2 separate regions of the Mus musculus genome follow, and region 2 is linked to region 1. A link is a contact called in public promoter capture Hi-C data. All regions are on one chromosome and are shown on one strand. The core of a region is the stretch at or near the end of the contact, and the rest is flanking DNA. Distances in the headings are between cores, read along the strand shown. Region 1 holds the start of Rasgrf2 (RAS protein-specific guanine nucleotide-releasing factor 2). Region 2 overlaps Rasgrf2 (RAS protein-specific guanine nucleotide-releasing factor 2).

What was found. Promoter capture Hi-C pulls out the DNA fragments that hold promoters and counts their contacts.
Region 2: a contact with region 1 is called in a promoter capture Hi-C map of hippocampal neurons, with 4 times the contacts expected there. The contact joins the enhancer-like site here to the promoter of Rasgrf2 in region 1. A contact is called at or near these places in 8 of 39 promoter capture datasets (3T3-L1-derived adipocytes, the HPC-7 cell line, embryonic stem cells and 4 more), 1 of 115 datasets of contacts at active chromatin or transcription factors (a beta-TC-6 cell line) and 3 of 9 other capture datasets (adipose tissue, liver and pancreatic islet).

What each region holds. Positions count from the first base shown.
Region 1 is chr13:92,130,433-92,133,311 of GRCm38.p6, forward strand. It overlaps Rasgrf2 (RAS protein-specific guanine nucleotide-releasing factor 2), which reads right to left and starts at 1,396. Exons shown (of 28, transcript NM_009027.4): 1 at 775-1,396. The coding sequence starts at 1,062.
Region 2 is chr13:91,954,326-91,957,204 of GRCm38.p6, forward strand. All of the region lies in intron 18 of Rasgrf2 (RAS protein-specific guanine nucleotide-releasing factor 2), which reads right to left. Among named protein-coding and RNA genes, the nearest start is that of Gm46435, 31 kb to the left of the region's middle. Within about 2 kb of position 1,481, at least 41 of the 459 cell types and tissues checked have an H3K27ac peak or open chromatin away from gene starts, as enhancers often do. A contact at or near this core is called in 3T3-L1-derived adipocytes, adipose tissue and hippocampal neurons, where this site is marked.

The sequences.
Region 1 (2,879 bases), core at 146-2,645:
ATTCAGAGGTTAAGCCATTGCCTTCTCCACGCCTTGAGCACACAACAAACCCATTCAAATTATGACCTACAACTAAAAGGTCTCATTTACTTTAAAGTACAGAGCGTTCTTTTTAAATGCCCATGTTTTTAAACATAAACTCAGGGACAAATGCTAATTCTTGGGAGACAGTGTCTTTATGCTGACCTCGGTGGGCAAACATTCTCAAGACCTAAACTACAACGCATGATTGACAAGGACCAACAAACGCGTCCGTCTTGGTAGTGGGATTGGTGCCCAGAACTACGGGTAAGCCATCACTGGCAGGTAAAGAACTCTGCCGGTCCGGAGCCAGTGAAAAAAGAAACCAAACTTTCCGAAATAGGGTAGTTTGGTCTCACCAAACCAATCTAAATCCAACAGGTGTCAACAGACACTTGCCACATTAAGGTCTAGAACAGCACGGAGTGGTTAGGGAAGAAACTGAGAGAAATCTGACCTAACCTCTAAGAGGATTGCGAAGGAATAAATAAATAAATAAATAAATAAATAATAAAAACCAAAACCTAAGCTAAGCTAAACCAGCCTGGTCTCTAGCCCAGCTGGTCGCTAGGTGGTGGGGTTAAAGGATGGTGGTGTCAGAATCTCTCTGCTCACTCACAGGGACATGCGTTGCTACAGGGTCTCCAAGCACTTGTCCCTGCGCTGTCAGCTGTCCACCCAGCACCAGAGTCGGACAAGCAAGACAGCGAGGCGTCTGGGGTTGGAAGCCAGGGAAAGGAGGGTTCGAGGTACCTGCTTGTCCAAAGCGTCCCGGGCGCCTGCGGGTCCTGCGTTGGTCCTGGGTGGTGCAGGCGTCCGCTCACAGCTGCAGCCCTCTAGAAGGTACATGCCCGCTGGCCGGCCGCTCTGCTCGCCTTCGAAGTAAAAGAGCACATTCTGGTAGAGAGCGAACCACTTCTCGTGCCAGCGGCTCGCCTCTGCAGCCTTCTTGCTCAGGAAGCCGCGTTTGGTGCCCTCCTTGCGCGCCAGCATGGCCAGGTACAGGGCGTGCCCCTCGTTGTAGCGCACGCTCTTCTGCATGGCGAGGGCGCGGAGGGCGTTCGAGTCGTAGCCTCAGCTTCTTGGCGGGGTCATCGCAGATTGCCCTCCGGGAGGACGCACCGCAGACTGCCTGCCACGGGGCACCCCGCTCGCCGCCCAGACCTAGGGCGCCTATCCGGGCTGGAGCACCAGCACCGTCTCCTCCCCGACCGCGCCCTCTCCGGCCCCCGACGCCTCCTGTTCCCCGGAAGCCCGGTGACGAGTGGCCCTCCGAGGGCGCCCGCACCAGTGTCACTCCACCCGAAGTATTGCGGGAGCCCAGCCTCTGCGGCGGGCTGCGCTATGCTATGAGGCGCGCGGCAGCCAGAGGACTGTCCTCGGGCAACGCGCTCCGGGAGACAGAAGGTAAAACGTCACGTGGGAGATCAGCAGTAAGCGGCTTGGAGACCGATTTAAAGGGTAAAGCCGGCGCGGTGGCGGCCGCGGAGGCGCTGCGTGCTCACCCCAGCGCACATCCTTCAGTCGCCTGCCAGGACCCTGGCCTCTGCTTCTGTCCAGGCCAAGCCTGGATGGGGCAGATCGCCCAGGAGGAGCAGGAGCGAGCTTGGTAGCGCCCAGTCGCTCACAGCACAAACACTCACAAATGTGCTCTCATGCATACACAGGCAAACGCACACTGAACATACACATGGAGACTGAAGCATGCACACAAACACACAACGCTCATATTCGCGCACAAAATCACACATGCACCCAAATACAATAAGCACAGGCATACAAGCATACATGCACTCACAACATAAATTACCAAATACTCTTTAATCCAATGCTCACAGTCATACACATAAGACTGCAATGTACAGTCATGTATAGCACATTCCTAGGCACACAGATATACATTCACAATTACAAAAGTACATCCACAGTATGCACTTCTGAAAAACGCAAACCTACAAATTTGTACTTAAGCAGGCAACTACATATATCTACATATCTTAGTGCTATCTCAAACACCCTAATATTTACTGTACTCAGTGCATACACATTTATAATCATATACACATTCACACAATCACCAGAAAAACATACACCTAGACAGAAACACACACACACACACACACACACACACACACACACACACATACACTGGCCTTTTCTGTCACATACACACATGTTCACAAACATGCATTTACATGCAAATGTGCATTCATAAACATACTCATCAGACATGAGCACTTACAGACAGGACACAGACAGATGTATGGGCACTGAGAGGCACACATGTTTACAGCTCATGTGCCAGAACTCACACTCACAAAAAGGATCAGTAGCAGCAAATGGAGTCACAAGGTGACTTTGCATAAACCACAATGTTGGCTTTTCAGCTTCTACCGGCACTGTAGAGATCAAAACTAGCTGTGGCTGTTGATAGGAGAAGTCGAGTGTTCCCTGAAAGCCAGCAAATGTCAATTACTTTTGGACACCTGTTATGTGATTATGATTTTTTTTAAAAGCCAAATGTTCAGTATGCCATTTTAAATAAGGAGAGAGGGGATAACCTTATCAGGGAAAGTGCTGTCAGGGCAGACACTGTCCTCAGAGGCCAAACTGTCACACACAGGCTGAGCAGAGTTCCTTGTTGAAACTGGGATTCATTTGGTTAACAAATCTTACAGCTACTGCTGGAAAACCAAGACACTCTGCTCAAACAAAACACAAGTGGAAAAGAAATGATGTTCCAGCAGCTTCAAAAGAAAACTAGTGAAACCCCACAGTGTTCTTTTTTTCTTCTGCTTCACATTCTTTTTATTCCCCAGAGCCAGGTATTAAAATGAGTGGCCAAAAGAATATTGTGG
Region 2 (2,879 bases), core at 231-2,730, 180 kb before region 1:
TAACTTAATTAATACATAAAAACAAACAAAACTCCTGACATGGAGAGAGGAGGCATGTATGAAGTCCTACCCCTAGCTGGAGAGCGATGGGCATGTGACAGCTGCTGGGAGAGGGAGCACTGCTGCTGGGAGAGGGAGCACTGCTGCTGGGAGAGGGAGCACTGCTGCTGGGAGAGGGAGCACTGCTGCTGGGAGAGGGAGCACTGCTGCTGGGAGAGGGAGCACTGCTGCTGGGAGAGGGAGCACTGTCTTGTTTAAGGGTGAAGGCCCCAATGGGTTGGTCATGCTCCAGTGGAAGGCCACACGCTCAAAAGTATATGGGCAGCACTGACTGTACTGGATGGGTTTTGTTTTTATTTTTTTAAATAAAAGAGGGCCTGAAAATGGGTGGGTGGAGGTGGGGTGAATTTGGGGGGAAGTGGGGTGAAACGGCGACTATGATTGATTGAAACACATTCCACAAAATATTAAAACTAATAAAAATGGGAAAAAATAAATTCTTAATAAGTCTTAAATAAGGGAAAGTAAAATGCCCTTTCATTTGCTTGACAAATGGTATGACTAAGTGTAACTAGAGGACATGCTGTCACATAAAGGTACAGAATTCCACAGAGTAAGAATATACAGAGGGGAAAAGCAGGGTGCAGTAAAAGAGAAGCTATATATAACCTAGGACAAAGGTCAGTCTTTGTTAGAACATGAAAAGATGGGGGAATCCTCTACATATGGAACGCCATAGTTGGCCAGCATCTGTCCTTACACCTTTTACCTGGTTAGGTGCTCAGAGCATTTCCTACTATGCCCTGACCAACCAGTAGAAGGAGAACCAGGAGAGAGGAGGGCAGGTGTTGGTGTGGGGACTCCTTGCCTCTGTTTTCTTGCCTTGCTATCAGCAGCATCTCTCCTTTCTGGAGTCCTTGCCTTTAGTGGGCTTCTCAGAAGCCCAGGAGGCAGGTGTAGTTAGGAGCCTAAGCTGTTCTTTTTCCACTCTAGACAAGCTGCCCTGGGATGTGCTACAGTAAAATGTCTGCATGATGTTCTGATTTTGAAATAGAAAATCAACATGTGACTCCTGCCAGCAGTTTCAATTTTAGCTTGTAATACAAACATTGGCAAAAGACCAGATTCATTGCCTTTCCTACAGCTTTATTGGTACGCATAAGCTGTTTTAAAAGGCTGGATGTTCTCACAGATCCTGAAAACATGTCAGGGTAAAAGTGTGGCATTAACTTAATTGACAGAAATCAATATCTTACTGTAAATGCAACCCTACTCTCAACACAGACAAAAGCTCCCTCTGACTAGATCCTTTCATTGCAATAAGGTGAGTATATTGTGCACAGACACAGCTGTGAGAGTGGACATAAGTCACACATTCCAGGCTTCTTGAGCTCTGGCTCTTTTACAGTTAATATGGAATTAGTGGCAATATCAAGGCAAGGAGTTAGCGATTAGGTCATAAGTGTGAGCCTCTGTCTCCATCACTGAGCGCCTGAGCACAGCACTTTGCCACTCCTCTTCTCATACTTCAGCATCATGTGCCCATGGTGCAGCTGACAATGACACATCTCCCAAATCTTTGAGCTTGGATTATTGCCCTTTGAAAGCCAAAGTGGTCAAAGACAGTAGAAAAGTGGGGATAACTCCCTGGAGACAGGCCAGCAAAAGGCATGCAAAAGCTGGTGGATGGGTCTGATAAAGCAAGTCAGGAGTCTATTAATAAGATCTGAGGGTATCTCAGCAAATCTAAGCTCCAACCATCCTCAACTCCAGCTGTAACTGGTTATAGTAAATCCAAGGTCAACCACTAATGGCTTACAGCCAAGTGTGGCCCACAGACATATTTTGTTTGGTTACAACTATGTTTATAAAGAGTATGAATTCATTTTCAATTTCTATAAAAACTGGAAATTTTCTCAAAAACATGCAGGTTTCTGGCTTTTCTTTAAAAACGAAAACAAAGGGAGAAAGCAGGTCTGGCATTTGTAATGTTTCATTCCTATTAGAACAATGCTCAGCAGGAGGTGGCTGTGGCTGTCCTGTGTAAATGTGTTTCAGCTTCCTATTCTCTGCTTAGGCTACCTTCCTGGCCCTAAACAGATGGTTCTGTGATGGAATCAAACAGCAATTAACACTGTGAGGCAGAATCAACTTGCTTTGCAACCCTTTGAAGCAGCATCAGTAAGAGAATCATCTACATAGAGCATGGGAAAGGTCTATACACAGACAGAAGACTTGGCAATGCAGCCCAGCCAGGGAAGAGGGCATCCAGGCTTCTGTAGTAAGGATGTGGGTCTGCTTGGGAGGTGCAGAGAAGACATGATCAGCAGTAGTGAATACTATGTGTGGTCAAGCTTGTCCTATGGCCCCTTTCCAAGAAGAGAATGCAAGGGCCAGCTGCTGTGAGCATTCTTAGCTGATCTGCAGGCTCAGGGTTACATTCACACCAGTAAGTGGGAAGATTATTTTAGTTCAGAAGCTTGAGTCCCAACCATACAGGAAGCCCCATGCTCTGGTATCCCTTCTGCTCCTGTCATAAAACCACTCTAAGTAAATGCAACTTAACTAGTGGGTGGGCTTATTATCTTTACATACAAGCTGGAATACGTCCATCATTGGAGGAAATCATGGCATGAACTCCAGGCAGGACACCATGAAGGAAAATTCTCCTTGCTGGTTTTCTCTCTGGCTCATTTCATGCATGCTCAGCCAGTTTCCTTTATTGCCCAGGACTAGATAACAGGGAACATCACTGTCCACGGTGATCTGTGTCCTCCAACATCAACAATCAAGACAATCCCTCACTGACATGCCGACAGAGCAACCTGCTAAAGACTACTCAATTGATACTCTTTTTCTAGGTCATATTAAGTTGATGA